4 separate regions of the Mus musculus genome follow, and regions 2, 3 and 4 are each linked to region 1. A link is a contact called in public ChIA-PET, HiChIP or PLAC-seq and Micro-C data. All regions are on one chromosome and are shown on one strand. The core of a region is the stretch at or near the end of the contact, and the rest is flanking DNA. Distances in the headings are between cores, read along the strand shown. Region 1 holds the start of Tmsb10 (thymosin, beta 10). Region 2 has its middle 26 kb from the start of Gm40378. Region 3 overlaps Suclg1 (succinate-CoA ligase, GDP-forming, alpha subunit). Region 4 has its middle 9.8 kb from the start of Gm40378.

What was found. Hi-C and Micro-C count contacts between places; a contact is called where the count stands out from the background. ChIA-PET counts read pairs in DNA pulled down with a chosen protein or histone mark. HiChIP or PLAC-seq counts read pairs in DNA pulled down with a chosen protein or histone mark.
Region 2: a contact with region 1 is called in a Micro-C map of embryonic stem cells, with 2.3 times the contacts expected there. The contact joins the enhancer-like site here to the promoter of Tmsb10 in region 1. A contact is called at or near these places in 1 of 39 promoter capture datasets (hippocampal neurons), 1 of 15 datasets of contacts at CTCF or cohesin (embryonic stem cells), 3 of 484 Hi-C or Micro-C datasets (embryonic stem cells and liver) and 1 of 115 datasets of contacts at active chromatin or transcription factors (pancreatic cancer cells).
Region 3: a contact with region 1 is called in an H3K4me3 HiChIP or PLAC-seq map of bone marrow-derived macrophages, with 5 times the contacts expected there. The contact joins the enhancer-like site here to the promoter of Tmsb10 in region 1. A contact is called at or near these places in 9 of 39 promoter capture datasets (the C10 cell line, the HPC-7 cell line, cranial neural crest and 4 more), 1 of 484 Hi-C or Micro-C datasets (bone marrow-derived macrophages) and 7 of 115 datasets of contacts at active chromatin or transcription factors (bone marrow-derived macrophages, embryonic forebrain, embryonic stem cells and 2 more).
Region 4: a contact with region 1 is called in an RNA polymerase II ChIA-PET map of memory CD8 T cells, with 60 read pairs. The contact joins the enhancer-like site here to the promoter of Tmsb10 in region 1. A contact is called at or near these places in 4 of 39 promoter capture datasets (the C10 cell line, cranial neural crest, liver and 1 more) and 2 of 115 datasets of contacts at active chromatin or transcription factors (embryonic stem cells and memory CD8 T cells).

Annotation. Positions count from the first base shown.
Region 1 is chr6:72,956,529-72,961,073 of GRCm38.p6, forward strand. Tmsb10 (thymosin, beta 10) reads right to left here and starts at 1,955. Exons shown (of 3, transcript NM_025284.4): 1 at 1,809-1,955; 2 at 1,385-1,496; 3 at 819-1,124. The coding sequence starts at 1,484. The coding sequence ends at 1,090.
Region 2 is chr6:73,313,129-73,317,817 of GRCm38.p6, forward strand. No RefSeq gene overlaps it. Among named protein-coding and RNA genes, the nearest start is that of Gm40378, 26 kb to the left of the region's middle. Within about 2 kb of position 2,278, at least 135 of the 459 cell types and tissues checked have an H3K27ac peak or open chromatin away from gene starts, as enhancers often do. A contact at or near this core is called in embryonic stem cells and hippocampal neurons, where this site is marked.
Region 3 is chr6:73,261,693-73,266,799 of GRCm38.p6, forward strand. Suclg1 (succinate-CoA ligase, GDP-forming, alpha subunit) reads left to right here. Exons shown (of 9, transcript NM_019879.3): 4 at 2,116-2,328; 5 at 2,538-2,595. Among named protein-coding and RNA genes, the nearest start is that of Gm38834, 15 kb to the left of the region's middle. Within about 2 kb of position 1,484, at least 14 of the 459 cell types and tissues checked have an H3K27ac peak or open chromatin away from gene starts, as enhancers often do. A contact at or near this core is called in the HPC-7 cell line, where this site is marked.
Region 4 is chr6:73,277,518-73,282,648 of GRCm38.p6, forward strand. No RefSeq gene overlaps it. Among named protein-coding and RNA genes, the nearest start is that of Gm40378, 9.8 kb to the right of the region's middle. Within about 2 kb of position 2,439, at least 30 of the 459 cell types and tissues checked have an H3K27ac peak or open chromatin away from gene starts, as enhancers often do. A contact at or near this core is called in liver and memory CD8 T cells, where this site is marked.

The DNA of each region.
Region 1 (4,545 bases), core at 705-3,204:
CAAACCCTATCCAATTGTTTCCCTCCCTCCCCTCCTACAGGAAAAGGCTACCCCTGTAATCATAAGCCTGCTTCAGTGCCCAATACCCTTGGGCTCCTCCTCCATTAGCCCCACTGTGCTGGTCCCACCCCTTCCCTGTGGGTCATGAAAGGGTGTGACCTCCTTCAGTTCTGCCGCCACAACGCACGCACCCGCTGCTCTCTTCCACCCTCAGAGGATCTGTCTGGGAGGCAGCTCAGCCTATGCTCCCTCTATAATGGCTAACGCATTCGCATAAGGTTCAGAGACAAAAAACTAGGCTGATCTCCGTGGCTGCAGTTCTGAAGATGTTCCGCAAGTTGTGATATAATGCGGTTTTATCTGGCCTTTGTTTTTATTTCACCTCATTCTGTTAACACCCAATAGAAAACCTCGTGTGTTTGTGTCTGAGGGATGGACCCCGACCTCGCCCAATTTCCCACATTCCTGAATGATTCTTTGCATCCTTTCCTCTCAGACTTTAACAAATCACTGCTTCTGGTGTGCGTGAAAGGTTAAGAGGGCAGAAGAAAAGGTAGGATTTGAAGAGCCGATCAAAAGCAAAGCTTAATCTTTTGGACAGCATTTTTCAAAATGGGGTTAAAATTGACATGGATCGCATTAAGGGCGAAGCAACTGAGAACCCAGGAAACCGCATGTCGAGAAGCACGTAAAACAAAAATAAAAACGATACATCCTCCTCACCCATTCTACCACGTCCCCTCCTCTCTCCCTGCGGCACAACTCACTCCCAGACCGCTCTGCCCACGCATACTCAACTAAAAAATTCAGACCACGCCAACCATGCCACGAGGTGTTTTTATTTTCATCAATCATACAAATAATTTTCTATAATATCCCAGGGCAAACCGGTGAAATTTGGCAGTCCGATTAGTGGAGGGGTCCCCTTCAGAGACCCGCGGGCCGGTGGCATCGGCTCGGAGTGCCCGGGTTTCACAGTGCAGCTTGTGGCTCGCGTCCATCTTGCAGGTGGCTCTTCCTCCACATCACGAGGGGGTCTTGGAGATGATGGGGCGGGGTGGGGTGGGGTGGGGAAATCTTCCTAGGCTTTTAGGAGATTTCACTCCTCTTTTCCTGTTCAATGGCTGCGAAGGGAGGGATGTGGTCATTGGAGCTACCTTACAGCCCCCCATACCCAACCCACAAACCTGGTGTGGGTGAGGCACCCACGAGGCCTGCGGACAGAGAAGGGGTTTGGAAGAGACAAAGTGCTTTGTGTGACTGGAAGGGTGGCTGTGGCCTTAGATTCGGGGTGGGAAGATAGTGGCCGGATGGGGGTGGGGGTGCCGGGCTGGCACAGCAGGGAAGGGAGGAGCGCTGGGGTGGGAACCCGGGGCACACTTACTCTCTTTGGTCGGCAGGGTGTTCTTCTCCTGCGTCTCGGTTTTCTTCAGCTTGGCCTTATCGAAGCTGGCGATTTCCCCCATGTCCGGCTTGTCTGCCATTTTCTTACAACTCTGATGGGCGAAACAAGGTGATAATGGGTGGCCAGGGGCTTGGGGGTGACCAGCGCGTCCTGGATCCCGCGCCTTCCGCGAACGCCTCTCAACGTGGCATTCCCAGTCCTGGGCGTTCCCGCAGCCCGGAGGCCGAGGATCCTAGACTCGTCCACCACACCCTCCCTCCGAAGCCCCAGGGCGTGGCCTGCTAGCCCCAGAAGATTCCAAACCGCCGGGTCGCCTGTTGCAACCGAAGGGGAACGCGCCCGCCAGCCATAAACTGGCCCGACCCCACCCAGGGTAGGCCCCAAGGCCGGCGCTGTGCCTTACCGTGGATTCTCCTTCCGAGCTCGCGCTCCAGGTGCTCCCACTCTCGTTGCTGCAGCAAGAGACAAAAGAGCGGCGCCCGCCCCTCGTCTTATATACACCGCGCCCCGCCCCGCCTCTCGCCCGCCGCAACGAGGGCGTGGCCAGCCCGCGCGGAGGGCGTGGCCAGCGCGCGCGGGGGCTGGGGGGCGCTCAGCATCTCCAGGCTGCCTGGGGCTCCGCCCTTCTCGGCCCGCGTTCCTAACCCGTTGCGATCCCGCGTGGAGGGTGGCAGGCACCAGCTCCCGGTGGTCTCTTTTCTTGATATATCTCCTTTTCCTAGTACCCAGGAGCCTGCTGCTCACCCCGCGGGAAGGGCGTGGGGGGGGGGGCAGCGGGGAAGGACTTGGGGTTTTGTTGAATGTATGTGTGGTGTAGGGTTGTGGGTGTGCGGGCGAGCACGCGCGCTCTGCTGCAGCCCTGCTCGCGGGAGACACCCCACCCGCGTCGCCTCAAGTCTCTTGCGTTTGCTCTCCAGAGTCTCCTTCTTTCTATTTTCTTGTGGTTGGTGCTTCTTAAAACAAGCTGTTTTCAGGCATTGTCTAAGGGCGGAGGTGGGAGCTAGGACTCCCGGGAGGGCTCCGCTGTTCCTTTTCTCAGTGGCCTTTTAGAAACACTGTACTGGAGGGTGCGGTTTTTCTCCTTCAGTTAACCTTCAATGTGGTTTTTAGAAGGAAAAAGAGGGGAAAAAGCTCCTGTGCCTGCAAACCTTGCTTTTTCTTGTTAACCCATTCCAGGAGTGGGATACTGCACTCCTGAAAAAGTTACCTCTTCAGCTCCTACAACCCCCATGGACAGTGAGTTCTATTATATCACCCAGGGCTGAAACGCCATCCATCCCCACTCCCATCCCTTTTCCTGTGTTGAATATAGAGCATATTCTACTGATAGAAGAAAAAGAGGAGAAACATTTCCTGAACGGCAAACTTCATGGTTCAGATAGACAGACAAAGAGCAAAATATCTTTGCTTGAAGTAATAACAGTTTAGTGGGGGTGGGGGTTGTAGAGAGTTGTCTCATCCACGTGGGGCTCACCCACACGGTGGCTTACAAGCATCTGTAGCTCTAGTTTTAGGAGACTTGGCATCCTCTTCTGGCCTGCTTGGGCACCAGGTATGAGTTTGGTGTGCATAAAACACTCATGCACATAAAATAAAAATAAATCTTTTAAAGAAAGTTGTTTCTTATGTAACACAATCCTGTGATTTCTGTACTAGTCTCCTTTTTAAAAAATTATTTTCTTTAGAAAGGGCGTCACCTGTTTATGTAGCCATATGTTTATGGATCTCAGTATGTAGATCAGCCTGGATTTGAACTCATAGAGATTGGCCTGTTTCTTGAATGTTAGGCCTAAAAGCCTGTGTTATCATGCCTGGCTTTGTGCTTTTTATTGCATAGTGACTGGTATTCAGGCCCCCTTTCTCTTGTTATTCTGGACCCCTCCATCTTCTATATCCAGGCAGTGGACCAGGAAAGAAAGGAGGATGAAAAGTCACACTAGAATTTAGCCTCAGATTCAGAAGTCGCTTCCATCACTTCTGTCTTCATTTCCTTGGCCTAGAATGTAGTCACATGCTCTTACCCAAAGTCCAGGAAATCTGGGAAACCGAAAGCAGGGCTGGGCAGATTGAAACAGTCTCTACTTGTTGAAGGATCTGCTAAGCTTGAACATAAAACTATCCAGACATCCAGAGATAGTATCTCTGGATTCCGTGCTGGATGCAATGCTAACCTTAAGTTAGGTTTGGACTTCCTGGGCTTCACCTTGAAGTCAGTGCATAAATGTCCAATTGTACAAGGTTGCATCCAAGGTGAACTCCAATCCCTTTTCTCTTTATTGAGGGAAGAAATCTGATTCTTCTAGGTGTAGGCATAGAGAAGAGATGCAGGATTCCCAACAAAGGATCATCAAGTCGACTTGCAGGCATTCCCTGTACTTGCTAAGTTCAGCTCAGCGGCTCCTTTCCAGAAAGAAAACACCATCAAAGGTGCTTAACAGCTGTGGCCGGTCTGGAGATATAACTGAGTTGATAGATGCTTGCCTAACATACTTGAGGCCCTTGGCTTCGTCCTCAGCATCACATACACTGAGCCAGAAACCTATAATCTTAGTTAGTGGGAGTTAGAGACAGAAGAATCAGGAGTTTAAGGCCAGCCTGAGCTACACAGTGAATTAGAGGCAAGTATGGGCTACCTGAGACCCTGTCTCAAACACTAACCAAACATAGATGAGAAAAAAACAGGTCAAAGCTAGCGGCCTCATTCAATCTAACAGGCAAGGACTTTGAAATACCCACAAGTACCTCAACCATTCTCCCACCAGTTTTTACCTCTAGGTTGGCCTTAGTGACTTTCTTCTAGTAAATGTGGCAGAGATGAACTTTTATGACTTCAGAAGCCAGGCCATAAAAGACCACATGACTGTGAGCCACTGTCCCAGAGCTTGGTGCCCCCGGGCTCTGAGAGAATCCAACATCTGGAAGGAAAGGCTGCACGTCTGCATTCCACAGAGTGCAGTGGAGACAAGCTGGCCCTGTCTAAACTGAACTTAGGAGCGAGACACACATGGCGGCTACTTGAAGTTATTACGTTTCTGAAAGTTTTGTTACAGAGCAACAAAGAAGTGGAACAGCAGAAAGCAGGAAAAAGTTAGAACCTAGGGGTGCCAGAGTTGTCCTCTGTGTCTTCCATGACACTCACA
Region 2 (4,689 bases), core at 1,028-3,527, 360 kb after region 1:
CGTGAATGTGTTGGGTGAGGAATGTGTGCAAGCTTCAGCTTCCTACACTCTTCAAAATGGTTGTGATATTAAGTTTTATCCTCTGAGTGTCTTCTGCCTTTCCAGCTTGCTCGCTGCCTCGGGAAGGCCTGCTATGGCATTACACCATGGCTTTAACTTCCGCTCGATTTTTAGTGTATTCCAACACTTTCTCTGAGGCAGGGTTGACTCTGTAGGCCAGGCTGGCCTTGAACTTGTGGTCCCCTTGCTTCATCCTTTCAAGTGCTGGGCTTCTAGGCTTGAGACCCTGGACCTCATCTGAGCTGAGGACTTTTTAGAAGGGCCTGCTGCCGTTTGCCCTTACATTCTGTTGTATGCGACTTTTGTGTCCATGCTTCAATTTAATTTTCTAAAATTGCTAGGCACAGCACTCTGTTACTGTCGTGGGTTTAGATGCTTTCTTTTGTTGCTTCAAACGTTTTTAGAAAGCAATGCTTTTAGTTTCCCTTTTTAGTTATCGAAAGAGCTGCTAAAATTATATTCTGTCATAGTAGTTCCGTTGAAATCTCTTGCATCTTGTAGATTTTGAGGCTGAAGATATATGGATTTTATGTTTTCTTTTTCTTTTCTTATTGCAGACTGTTTTTTTTAATGAAACCTATCTTTTAATTCAGAGTTTCTTCTAGTTATGTTTACCAACTATATTGATGTATTTGTATACAATTTGTTGATCTTAGTTTTTGTTTTTTCTATTTCTTGAAAATATATTATCTATCTCTTTCTATGTATCTATTATCTATCTATCTATCTATCTATCTATCTATCTATCTATCTATTTATCTATCTATCTATCACCTGTCTGTCTGTCATCTGTCTTATCTTTCTATTTAGTTCTACATGTGTATGGAGCCATAGCACACACATGGAGGTCTGAGATCTTGTGGGAGTCACTCTCCCCTCCCACCATGTGGCTCCTAGGGATCAAATCCAGGTCATCAGGCTCGGTTCATGCACCTTACCCTCCTTGCCAAAGTACACTTTCTAAACTTTATCAAATGCCTTTCAAACCCATGTACACCCTGTTAGCATCCACTCTAGGCCCCGCCCAACAGGGAGGCCTGGCTTGCTATAAAAGGGGCTGTTTGGTCCCTTGTAGCTCTTTGACTTTCTTCTCTCCTTAAGCCTTTTCTCTCTCTCTCTCCTGTTCCTTCTCCCCCCTCTCTCCACATGTTCCTGGCCTGCCCTCTCTCTCTCTCTCTCTCTCTCTCTCTCTCTCTCTGTGTATCTCTCTCTCCTCCCTTCTCAACTTCCCTTCATTCTATACCATACCTGTTGTATGGCTGGTACAGCTGGTGTGTGTGTGTGTGTGTGTGTGTGTGTGTGTGAGTTGTTTCCCTTGCATGGGCCCACTGAGGCATCCCCTCCCACCGCACCATACCGCACTCTACAGACCATATCCTGACCCTTTTCTAAAACATAACAACACCTCCAATCCCATACAGAATCTTTGCTCTCTTTATGATAATCAATAAAGAACTTATTTTTGGATAAAATTTGAAAAATGACTAGTGATGCCGAACACACACACACACACACACACACACACACACACACACACGAGCCTTTAAAAAGTATAACAAGTCTGTAGGGGAAATGTGGAAACGGGGCAGTAATAATTATTCGCTAAGCTTCTATACAGAAAAAAAAAATAAAAACTGGTACAGGGATAAAAAACAAAAAACCACCATCACCACCACCAACAAAACACCCTTCCCATACCAAAAGAAGGTGCAGAGAGGGGAGACAGGGAGCTGAGGCTTAAGTGGTCTCTGCATTGCTTTGTCGGTCTGGAGCTGCTACTCACTGCCGAGATGTGGGCTGTCTTTCAGTGGTTAACTTCTCAGTTCGCTCTCAGTTCACGTCCTGTTCGCTTGAACAGCCACAGTTAGAAGTGGCTGCACGCACGGAAGCCACACACCTGTCTACTCACCCCAGAAAGGGAACCCACTGCAGACCAAAGTCACGATTGTACGAAAGTCCAACTTGGGGAACCAATGATATTTTTCCGGGGTTTGTTACAGGGGTAGGGATGACTCAGAGCTGATCCCCCCAGAGCCCAGTGGCTCTGAGAGCTCTGTGAGGTTTGCAGGCAGCCTGACAGGACCAGAAATCTTGGCAGCTTGCCAGGTCAGAGCGCCCCCCACCCCCCCCCGCGCAAACTGTTTAGTGTTTTAGAGGCTCCAGAAGGGCCTCGTGAATCAGCTGCCCCAGACAAGAGAAGTTTGTTTGCTTCCTGAATCTCAGGAATTTTCCTTCTTCCCCCTGGAGGGAATCTTTCAATTCAGAGGAAACCGATGGTGGCCGAGAGGGGTCAGATAGCCTGGGTTTGGATTTCACCAGCTAAGTACCTGTTGCTTGGCAACCTGCTTAGCCGCTGTGTGTTTCATCTGAAGCTAAGGCTCCCTACAGTTGCCACTTAATGTAGGATTATTAAGAGGATTAAGCAAGATAATCCATTTAAAGAATTTATCACACTGTCCGACTCAATAAATGTTCGCCAACACTACTCGTTGTTGTAATATTAGAGGGAAACCAAAGGGTGGGTTGGGGATTGTCCTTTTTTTTCTTCAGTGAATTAAAAAAACAATTATGATTTTTTTTAAAAAGGGAGAGATGCCAGGATGTGTGGTGCAAAGAAATTGAGGAACTAGTGTTATGAGTACAGATGAAGATAAATCGTTTTTAATATTAGAAAAAAATCACATGGCTTTCTATTACAACATTTAATATCATTCCATTAAATATAACACATCTTCCAATGCGCGGAGCACACACCAGGCGAACTGTCTACAATGGGGTCAAGAGATTTTAACTTAAGAAACTGCTGCATAACTGTCTTTTGGGCAGTGCCCTAGTTTCAATCATTACTGTGATAAAAAATGATCTGACAAAACGCAACGTAGAGGAGAAAGGACTTATTTTAGACTACAGTTGTACATTATAGCCCATTAATATGGGTAAGTCAAGGCAGGAACCTGAAGCAACTAGTCATGTCCACTGCCAAGAACAGGGAGAGAATAAATGTTCTGGGCTGTTCTGGGCTGTTCTGGGCTGTTCTGGGCTGTTCTGGATGGGCTGTTCTCAATAGCCTTCATCAGGCTGGACTCGGAAGCCTGATCATCCCGAGGCTGCTGCCCCCAGCCCAGCTGTGAACGGCTTGATGGCAGGGAGGATGTCTATAGTTTTGTCCTCCCATTCCAACATTGTACTTATCACCATTCATATTTACTGAATAAGTTAATACAATTTTCATACTGTAAAGAAATCTTAAGCACCATCCTGACTTCTGACACTTGACTTGCTGTTATGATTTGAATGTGAGCTCTACCCCCAACCCCCAGGAGGGGCTGTTTTAAGAAATCTTGGAACCTTAAGGAGATGGGGCCTCCCAGGGGTATAGGCCTATGGGCTACAGAACTCTCTGTTTTCTGATTCTCCAGGCAATATGATCAACTGCCTCACTGTATTAATTACTTTTTTGCAGTTGTGATAAAATACCATGACTAAAAGCAACTTAGAGGAGAAAGGGTTTACTTTGACTTGTGGTTCCAGAGGAATAGAATCCCTCATTGTGGAAGATATGTAGAAGAAGTCAGGGTATGCAAGGTGGTGGCATCTGGAAGCTGGCCAGTCACTCTTTCATACATACACAGAAAGCTGAGAGAGAAGGGAAAGTGGGTCAGGCTATAAAATCCTCCCCCCACCCCCAACATACTTCTAGCACCATGAAAGGTTCTGTCTGTAACCTCCTCAAAGAGCACCACCACCTGGGGCTCAGTGTTCAAATAGATTAGCACGTGTGGGTGTTGAATTTATATTACATTAATATAGATTCATAAAATTAGTATGGCAGGCAATTATTCCTTAACCAGCTAATTCCCCAATAACCATACAGAGACTAAGATTTATTAAAATTGCCACAAGCCAAATACTGAGCAGTCATTACTCCAATCTAAGTGCCCAAGCCAGCCAGGCTTCCTCCCAGATAATATTCCCATCTCACTTACATTTTTAACCCGTTCTCGATCCATCTCTCTAATCCTGATAATTTTCTCAACCTCTCCTCAGGGTTCCTTCGGTCACTTCCTCTCTCTGCCCCTCCTGGAATAGGAAGTTGTACCCTATTCTCTCTAAAGCTCAGCATTGGCTTACTGGCTTTTATTGGCAAGGCAGAGAATGAATGAGGAGCAATGTTTATACAAACTTAAGACAGGAGCATCTAAGAATAAACATAACAAAGCCATGTCTGGACTGAAACAAGATAAGAGGGCAGAGAAGTCAGCATTTAAATAACACAAGGGTGAACTTTACACAGTGCACAAAAACATTACACCTACATGTGGGTCATTCAAACACACACTCAGAGTGCACTGTTGCAGCTGCTTCCACTGCCATGGCTGCTACCATGCCTTCCCTGCCAGGAAACTGTCACAGAGTAAAGCATCCCTCCTTAAGTTGTTTCTATGGGGTATTCTGTCTTAGGGGTGAGAAAAGTAGCTAGGACAGTTGCCTTTCCAGCTCCTCCATGAGTTTCCTGCAGGCAGTGGCTGTACTTTTATACGAGATTGGTACTATTTTGGTTCTGAGCAAAATATGAAGTGTATAACCAGAGTTTCAGACAATGAGGTTGGAGAGATGGCTCAGTGGCTA
Region 3 (5,107 bases), core at 234-2,733, 300 kb after region 1:
TATAATTTGACTACGTTTATGAATTGTGATGCAAATATCTGTGCTTTCTGATAGTCTTAAGACAACCCCTGTGAAAGGGTCATTCGATCCCCAAAGTGGTAGTAACCCCCAGGTGGAGACCATTGTTCTGATTCGTATCTGAGTCCTGAGTGCTGGGATTATAGGCACAGGCCACCACAACAGGCCTGTCATTCTCTCCTGAGAGAGTTAAAACATAAATGACTTCTAATCCTTCGTGTCATCTATAGGCGCTGTCAGTGCCTGCTCTTTGGACACTGTTGAGGTGATGCTGTTTATGGGGACATAGTGGTCAGAAGCTCGGTGTCTGGGAGCACGGACTCATCCCGGGGTGACCCCTGAAGAGACTGTCTGTGGTCTTTCCTCTGCGTGTGCCCATGCAGTCTGTCACTGTAGTTAGACTTTGTGTAGCATCCCTTGGTACAACCTCCGAACGCGTTTTGGTTATGGAGAATCCTCTGCTTTGCTGCACTGAGCAGACACCGTGGAGTCAGATATACTCAGGGTTAAATATTGGCTCTGCTATTTCCTAGCCATGTGATTTAGTGTGGTAACTTACTATATTTTGTTTGGTGGTTTGTTTTGAGACAGGGTCTCTAGGTAGCCTTGTCTGGCCTTTACTCAGAGATCTGCCTGCCTCTGGTCTGCTGACATTAAAGGCATGCACTACCACACCTGTGGTATTTATTTACTGTTTCTTGATCACAGCATCTTTTTTTTTCCTTTAAAATTTTTTTTTTGGCAGTCTCATATAGATGGATCTCTTGAGTTCAGAACAGCATGGTCTACATACTAAGTTACAGAACAATCCCGGGCGACATAGAAAGACCAAGTCTTAGAAAAACTACAACAGCAAAAAAAACAAAACAAAACAAAAAAAAAAACCAAACCCCAAAGGAAGCAGAAGATGGATGTGCAAGGCCACCTGTGGATCAGTTACTATCAAATGGAGACTAGTAGTCAGATTTACATTCCGTAAGGCTTTGTATAAAGGCTTTGCATCGTGGTGGGTGACAACATTAAAACCTAATGTTTGTTTTGTTAACTCACATTCTTACTCTGTGGCCATGTATGTATATGCACTTGGTTTGACTTGCTATATTCTAGTAAGTATGTATTAAGTAAGAAATGTCAAGTAAGAACACTCCACTTGGGGCTGGAGAGATGGCTCAGCTGTTAAGAGCACTGACTGCTCTTCTGAAGGTCCTGAGTTCAAATCCCAGCAACCACATGATGGCTCATAGCCATCCATAATGAGATCTGATGCCCTCCTTTGGTGTGTCTGAAGACAGCTACAGTGTACTTACATATAATAATAAATAAAATAATGAATAAAATCTTAAAAAAAAAAAAAAAAGAGAACACTCCACTTAGGCACTGGGGAAATGGCCCAGCAGTGAGGTTGAGAGCACTTGCTGGTCATCTAGAAGATCTAAGTTGGGCATTTTCCAGCACCCACATTGGACTCCTGACAAGTGCCTGTAACTCAAGTTCCAGAAATCCAACATCTTCTGACCTCTGAGAGAGAGCACCTGTATGAATGTAAGCTCTCACAGGTGCGTGTGCACACACACACACACACACACACACACACACACACCGTAAAAATAAATCTATATAAAAGGGAACACTACTGTTCATTGGTCATATTTACCATGGATTTAAAATAGATGTTTGAAGGCTAGATTCTGAAGACCTGGGGTCCCTGGCCCTGGTTCTTCTAAGGAGAAACAGAGTTTGAAGCTGGATAGGTGGCACCAGGTCTTGTGAGTCTGGGGAGGAAAAGTGAAGCTGTGCATAGCTCCAGAGAGGAGGGAGCACAGGTGCAATCCTCCAGGGAGGAGGGAGCGTGGGTGCAATTGGGAAGAGCTCTCAGATTTACTGTCCTTTTGTAGGGTAAGATGTACGGAACCTTTAAATTCACAATGGCATTCAGAGAGGCTTTGCTTGGATTCTGCTCTTTTTTTTGACTACGTCACGGACTACAGAATGGGGGAATGAGGATAGCCTGCCTGTGACCCCTTCCTAAACATTAATCAAATTATGCTGCTGAATATATTTTATTTATGATTCAATCGGTTGTGATTAATGTTTCAGGCCAAAGAGAAAACAGGAGCAACGGCTTCTGTCATCTATGTCCCTCCTCCTTTTGCTGCTGCTGCCATTAATGAAGCAATCGACGCGGAGATTCCCTTGGTTGTGTGCATTACGGAAGGTATTCCGCAGCAGGATATGGTGCGGGTCAAGCACAGACTGACACGCCAGGGAACGACGAGGCTAATCGGGCCAAACTGCCCCGGCGTCATCAACGTGAGTGTAGGGTAGGAGGGAAGTCAGAAGGCTATGGCTTTGAATTAAAGTACGTGTGTGTGTGTGTGTGTGTGTGTGTGTGTGTGCGCGCGCGTGTGCATGTGCGTGCTCGGGTGTTTGTGTGTGCTCGGGTGTGGGTGTGCACATGTGACTTAGGGGTTAGAATTTTCTTTGGAACTTTTCTGAAACTGCAGTTTACTTTCCTCCAGCCTGGAGAATGCAAAATCGGCATCATGCCTGGCCACATTCACAAGAAGGGAAGAATAGGTGAGTGACTCTGTTACTTTCTGATAGATTAAAACATAGAAATTCCACTTTCCTAACTCGGCTCACAGTGACGGTGACTGTAAGTCAATGTGTCTCTGTAATAAGTTATTTTTTCTTACAGTGAGTCAGAAATATATCTCAAATATGATGGGCCTCTTTGAGAATCACTTGTAGTTCTGTGGAACCAGTGATGATCGTGGGTAGTGGTTCCTTTTCTGCTCAGACTCTGGGTTCTGCTGTGTATTTTGTGTTCGTGGTGAATACCAGCTTCCTGCTCACAGCCTCCTGCCTGCTCTGTGGCTTTACCACTGTTTATCCATTTTCTTAGTGGTCATCTGGGCTGTTTGCAGGTTTGAGCATTAGGAACAAGACTAAAATACAGGCCTTGCTATGGATACACTTTGATTTCTGAAGGGCAACATTTGCTAGAACACACATTTAGTATGCTTGCCTTTTAAGGAAGTTGCCAGGGAGTGCTAGGAGATGTCCGTGCTACTTTGTATTCCGTCAGCAGAGTCCCAGTTACCCTTCCTCCTCCAGGCTTCTCCTCTCCAGCAGACTTGTGCTTGCTCTTTGGGGGATGAAACAGCTTTTGTTGTGATGCCCCTGATGGGTGAGGTCAAAGAGCGCCTTCTCAGTCTTTACCCTTGATCCGAGGGTGCACTTGGACCAACACACAGAGGCAGGAAGTGAGTTTGGCTTTTAGTCTAACTCAGGTGCTGCCTGGCCTGGCCTCATAGTCTACTCAGTTGGCTCCTCTGAAAAGAATTGGCTGGGGGAGTTGGAAGAGGAGGGAAGGGTCACTGCTCCCAGGGAGAAAAGGTCACTCACTGCTCCAGGGCATCCAATTCCTAGAATAGAGCTCTGGGCCTTTGTATGAACAAAGCTTTTACTGGGTGAATTTTAATTCCTTGCCCTAAAACACAAATTTCATAAGATTAGATTGAAACGATACATATTTGGCATTTCTTATCAATCCTTTGTTTTCTTTTTTCTTTTTGTTTGCTTGTTTGTTTGTTTTTTGTTTTGTTTTGTTTTTGTTTTTCCCAAGACAGAGTACCTCCTTGTAGCCCTGACTGTCTTGGAACTTACTGTTGACAAGCCTGGCCTTGAGCTCAGATCTGCTTCCCACTGAGATTAAAGGCATGCACCACCACTGCCCAGCTTGCTTGCTTGCTTGCTTGGTTCCTTCCTTCCTTCCTTCCTTCCTTCCTTCCTTCCTTCCTTCCTTCCTTCCTTCCTTCCTCCCTCCCTCCCTCCCTCCCTCCCTCCCTCTCTCCTCTTTCTCTCTCTCTCTCTCTTTCTATCTTTCTTTCTTTCTTTCTTTCTTTCTTTCTTTCTTTCTTTCTTTCTTTCTTTCTTTCTTTCTTACTCTGTTTTTCTTTAAAACTCTGTTTTCTTAAAACTCATTAAGATGCCAGCTAAGAAGCTAATCCTGAGGTAGGTTTTCCATTAGCATGGCTTAAAGTGAGCCCACATTCCTAGGGGTGGTTTGTTGGCCTGGAGATTTCCCTGGCCCCATTGACTGTTAGGTCTGCCTCCAGGCCAGACACGTCCATTCTCTTTAGCTGGAGTGGTTTTCCCTCAGCCCTTATTGCTGCTTTAACATCCTGCTTTTCTACAGAGGCATTGAGAATCGTGTAGGACCGATCAGAGCTCCGAGCTCCCAAAGCACTTGTGCTATCTTTGGCCTCTAGCAGGCATGAAGCTACCAAGAGGACATCTCTGGCTTTTGGCCAATAAAGAAACAGCATACTTTTCCTTGGGATCTTTTTAGCCCAAACTTGACCATTTTACCTCATGTTCTTATCATACTTGTTCCTCTGGAGAAGTAATCCTAACCTCCATTATGGGATTAAGATGATCTGTGCTTGCAGCTGAATTTTGGGTGTCAGGTGCAGCAGTATTGGGGTACCCCTTCAGAGGGCCTATTTAAAAGACTCCAACTGTCAGACCTAGGGAGAAAAGGAAATCCTTGACTGCAGTCTGAAAGGATTCTAAAATGTCCAAAGCAAAGCCCTTTAGCATCTCTTGTTGGGCTCATATTAGCCTCCGTCAGTGGGACTCCTTGTTGGTCTCCAGAGTGATGAGCTTGCAGTCTGCTTTACAGAATCTTTGATAACTGTTGCAATCCCCTAAAAGTCAACACGATATCTGTCCCGTGTGGCTCTGCCCATATTATAACTATGGACACGGTGAGCTTCATCTGCATGTGTCTTGGCTTTTCCTCCTCCCCCAGGCACAAGTTGTTACTTGGCCTGCCTTCTTTACTCCACTTGAGTGTTATATGGGCTGAGAACAGATGGGTCTGTGCCTGCCTATGTAGGCAGGAATTTAATACCTTTGGGAACCAACTAGTTAAAGTAGTTAATCCTAATTTACTACGTAAGTAGCCTTGTGGTACTTTTGCCCAACTAGAAAAGTAGCAGCTGGATGGCATCATATAAGGCAGTCAGACCTAACCATGTCGCAGGCTGGCTGTGGTCCTTCCTCCACATCTGCCCCAAGGTTT
Region 4 (5,131 bases), core at 1,189-3,688, 320 kb after region 1:
AACCACCCCGAAAATAAGCAATAGCTTTAAAAAGTCGGGAGAAGCCTGTGAGGGAATGCTGGTGGAGTCTTCCTGGACAGGACACCTCAGGTGTGGAAAGGGAAGCCGAGCCCCTGGGGGTAGAGCTGGTTGTACAAGGGTGAGAAGGAATGCTGGGTTTGCTGTGTCTAGGAGACAAGGGAACAGTGATCTGAGGTCTCGTGACTGCCTGGGCTGCTGCTGAGGGCACAGAGAGCCTAGGGAGACTGTGGGAGTGTGCCCAGACCTCGTGGACGGGCTGTGAACAGCTTGGGAGTTCAGGACCATTCCTTTATGCACGCATTTCATCACCTTGAACATGGACAGCAACTCATCCCACAGGACACTGGCCAGCAGAAATGACACAGTGTAGGCTGAAACAGGTTTGCTCTGTAGCCCAGGCAGGGCCTGAAACTTACCATATAGCCTAGGCTGGTATTGAACTAGTGGCAGACCTCCTGCCTCAACGCTGTGAGTTCTGGGATTACAAGCAATAGCTAGGACACACAACCTTAACGGTATTTTTTTAATGGACTGAAGTTTTTAAATAAAGAGCAAGAATCTTTTTCTTTTTCTTTTCTTTTTTTTGTTTTGTACTGCATTTTCATGCTGAGTACTGTGTTCTGCCTCCCATTTATGTAAGACAGTACTAGTCTTGTTTTCTCACAAACCTTATCATTTAAGAGCCTACACATTTAGCTCACATCACCCTTAAATTGATGATTGTAAATAGCATGAGATAGCAGCCAAGACTGAGTTTTAAAAAAAATTGTTTGATTATTTAATGTATGAGTATGCTGACTCTGACACCCCAGAAGAAGGCATCGGCGCCCATTACAGATGGTTGTGAGCCACCATGTGGTTGCTGGGAATTGAACTCAAGTCCTCTGGAAGAGCAGTCAGTGCTCTTAACCACTGAGCCATCTCTCCATCCCCCTGGACTGATTTTGGTTCCTCATGGTTTCCATGCCTGGCCTGGTGTTACAGTTCTGCTTTTACTATTGGCACATCCGGCTATATATCTCATCTCCCAGGGGCCGTCTCTATCCCTAAATAGAACACAGTCCCTTCTTGAATTTTGTACAACTCACCTTTTTTTTTCATTGTTAAAGATATATTTTTATGTGTATGTGTGGTGTTTGTGGGTGGGTTTGTGCATGAGAGTGCAGATGCCCCCAGAGGGCAGAAGAGGGCATCGGATCACCTGGAGCTGGAGTTATAGGCAGTCGGGAGAGAGCTGCCTACAACTCCTACAACTCATTTTTTTAACACTATTTTTTTTTTATTATTATTAATCCTTTGGGAATTTCACACTATGCACCCTAGTCCCACTGATATCCCAGTCCTTCCATATCTGCCCTCCACTCTTCTAATGCCTGCTCCCCCACCCCCAATAAAATAAAATAACAAACCATCTTGCTGACCTCTGGGCAGCAACCTGCTCCTCTATCTATCAAGGCCTTCTGGCACCCGTCACAGCAGTCAGTGCTCCAGCTCCACTGTGTGTAACCTGCTCCTCTGCTTTTCCCACCTCTCTATCACATAATCGTTCATTGTCATGGCACTGGAAACTATTGCCTTTTGCCCAAATAACTTTACCTGCAAATGTTCATGGTAGTGAGTTGTTGGTCTGGGTCAAGGCCTCTGGCTTCTACTACACCATCAATACTGGCCCCTCACCAAGACTCCTCTGGGATATCCTGCTGTTGCCCTAAGTCATAGAGATCCTGTGGCTTTTCTTCTGTAGGCCTGGCCCCTCCAGCTCATAGATGGAGTCAGTGTTGGGGGTGGATCTGAGCCTGGGCAGTAGCTGAGCTGTTCAGCCAGCCAGCTCTCCCATGCCCATGCCATGGGGGCCAGCTCTCCCTTGACCATGCTGCCTGGACCAGCTCTCCTGTACTGCCCAGGTAAGGGATGGGCCCAGCTCAAGCTCAGCATGGCCCTTTTGACATCAACGTGGCTTCAGGTGGCAGCTCAGGTCATAGACATCTGCATGACCCTTGGTAGCATGGACTATGGACATCAATACAGACCCCCACTGCAGTAGGGACAGCTATGGACATCAATAAAGACCCCTACTGCAGTAGGGACATGACCCCAGACATGGTCCTCAGCATTAGCATGGGCCGGGACAGCAGGGGCCTCTCACATCACTGCCATTGCATCTCCAGTTCTGCCTCTCTTCACAGTCCACAAAACCATTCTGTTTCTCTTCCTCTCCCGTCTCCCCACCACATACTTGCTCACGGTCGTGGTACCTGCCTGCCCACATCTGAAGGCAGTGGGCAGGCCTCTGCCACAACTCATTCTTGACACTGCTGTGCAGTAGATTTGCCAAGAGAAACAACAGATGTGCTCAGGGTGACGGCTCGGGTCACACCACAGTCACAGAGAAGTCCTGGCCAGGGAACTTTGCCCTCCAGGTTTACCACAGTGCGTCTCTCATAGCAGGCTGGCATTCAGGCCTCTCCTCCTCAGCTCAAACTCCCAGTGTGAGTAGCTCGATGCAGTCTCACTACTCCAGCTGCTGCCAGCTCGGAAAGTCCCCCCCCCCCTTTTTTTTTTCTGAAGAGTCTGCCGCAGTACTTACTGTATCTTAGTCCCAGCTCCTCAGGGGATCCTGGTCGTGAAGATGAAACACAACGGCCTTTGGAAAATGTCTTAAGTAGTCACTGTCCCAGGAGTCTCCTGCGAGAGCTTCTGGTGTTACTCGTAGGTGGGACTCTTGTCCTGCTTCCCTGACCTCTCCCTTTAGAGTCACATCTTCACATCAGCTCCCCAGCACTGACTGCTGTGTCCCAGCCTTTGGTCCAGTTCTCACCTCACCTGCCTGTGTTAACTAGAGACCCCGCAGGTAAGGGGTGTCATCTCACAAAGTGCTCCCACTTCACAAGCCAGCCACAAATCCTGACATCGCCATACTGCCCACACTTGGCGTGGTTTTAGGTTGGAGAGTTCTGTAACTCCCTACAGACTAATTTGCTGGGGTGACCCAACTCGGAAACCACAAGTACGTAGGAACATAGTTTTGTTATAAAACATCTTAGGATCAGCCAACTAGTAGAGAGGACTACCTCAAGGACAGGAGGGTAGATAGGACAAAGAGCCTCAGTCCCCGTGGAGATGGAGTGTGCCACACTCCTGCTGCTTCAGCATTAGTCCTGAGATGCCAGAGAGGACTTGACTTTTCTCTCAGGAAACGAGAAGGCTGCGGAGCAAATAGACTTCCTGCCAGGCTAGCCCCTTGGGAATTGGAGGAGAGAGGATCGGGAGTTTGAGATGATTCTCAGCTACAAATTCTGGGCTACATGAGACTGTTTCAGAGCTCTGAGCGGTTTGGGAGGGATGGAAATGAGTACGTGTGAAGTAAAAGTTTAACCAGCAATGCCCATCTTGAACTTCTGGTCTCCTGCTTTGGGTCTGGTGATTCTGGGCTCCCAGGTTACAGTGCTTGGCTACAAGTCTTCTCTGAGGAATTTTTATTTAACACTGAGCTCTCGGAGAGGACGAGTTGTACCTGGGAACCAGAGAGTTTAATGTGTCCCCATACCCTACTCTGTCATTTCATCCTGGCCACTTAGAAAGACGAGAACAGTTCCCTGTGGATGTCCCTTGGAGGGCCTTTGACTTTATGATTGCGTTTGTTTACTTGGAATCCTGTGTTCTCACTTGGTTGTGAATCTCCTATTAGAACTCTCTCTCCTGGGTAGGTCATTAATTAGGACTTTATCTCTCACATATTTGAATGTTGGTTGTCCTTTGACCTTTGCTTTGGGAGCCCCTCCCTTTAGTTTGTAAGCATCCTGAGTTGTCATGGTAGGTGGACAGTGGTGTCTTAATACCAATGGTGTCCTAATACTTAAATAAGACCCTCAAGTCAGCCACCGCGAGAAACTTTTACCACCTTCAGATCTTAGTTGACAACGGATACAAGCTGTTTGTGAAGCTGGTGAGGCCAGTGCTATGTGTGAGATTACAGGAAGGAGTGGTGGCCTACACAGAGGAACACAATCACTGCCCAGGCCAAACCCTGACATGGAGGGAGGGGGATGCATACCCTGACTAACCCACCCTCCTCTCTTATGTCCTGATAGCTGAACCGGGCAGAAAGCAGAGAATGTACAAGCCCATTTGATGCCATCAATAGGACTGTCTCTCAGGGACACAGAATCACAGCAAAGATAGAGAATGGGTCCAGATGACCAACTAGAAACTTAGAATTTCACCCTCTGAGTCATATTTGTCCAGGGTAGCAGCTGGTCACTTTGGGTCTTACACATCTGCAGAGACAGGCTACAGGCTATGTTTGGAGCAATACCTAGTGGCTCCCGGGAAGTTTGTGATAGACATTTGCTTTTTAGAGGAGTAGGGGCTTGACAGAGTGGTGGGGCGGGATGTTGGGCCAATTCAATGGCTTCAGAGTTCATCCTTTATTGATTCTCTGAGTTTTGGTGGTGACCGGAGTTCCAGGCCACTCCCAGGCTGCTTCCTCCAGAAAGGGACATCTTTTTTTCTCGGAACTCAGAGGCAGAATGGGATTGTTCCCTGAAGCTCACAGCTGGGTAACACTGGCCACGGACACAAGTCTCCTGTTGTCGTTCTCAGATGTTCTTGTCCCTGTTGGTAGAAGAGTGATCTGAAGATTGTCCTAGCCTCACGTCTCAGCTAGGATCCAAGGAGCTGAAGTCTAAACTCATAGTTGGGTTGGCAGAAAAACTGAAGTTTGACCTGAACTCACTTCTCCCATGCCTCACTTGGCAAAGGGGACAAGGAAGTCACATGAGCATGTCACTAAGAAGGGGCACAAATGTGAAGGGAGGAGCGTAAATAGCCAGCATTCTTAGGAGTGTCATGGGCCACACACAAGTTATTCAAATATGTGAAGCATACAGAGAACCCACCCTCTTGAAATTTCCCATATTCTACAAGTTGGGTAAGTTGGTCCTGAGAGCAGAGCGCAGCCAGAGCGAGCCCCCTGGCCATGAGATAGAGTCCAGCTTGTGGCGGCACGGGAATCAGGGCTTCCTGTTTTGCTTTAGTGACTCGGAACACAGCTCTTCTCTCTAATTCAAATCAACGAGTCTAAGCTTTCATAACTTTTTAGCCCATTAGT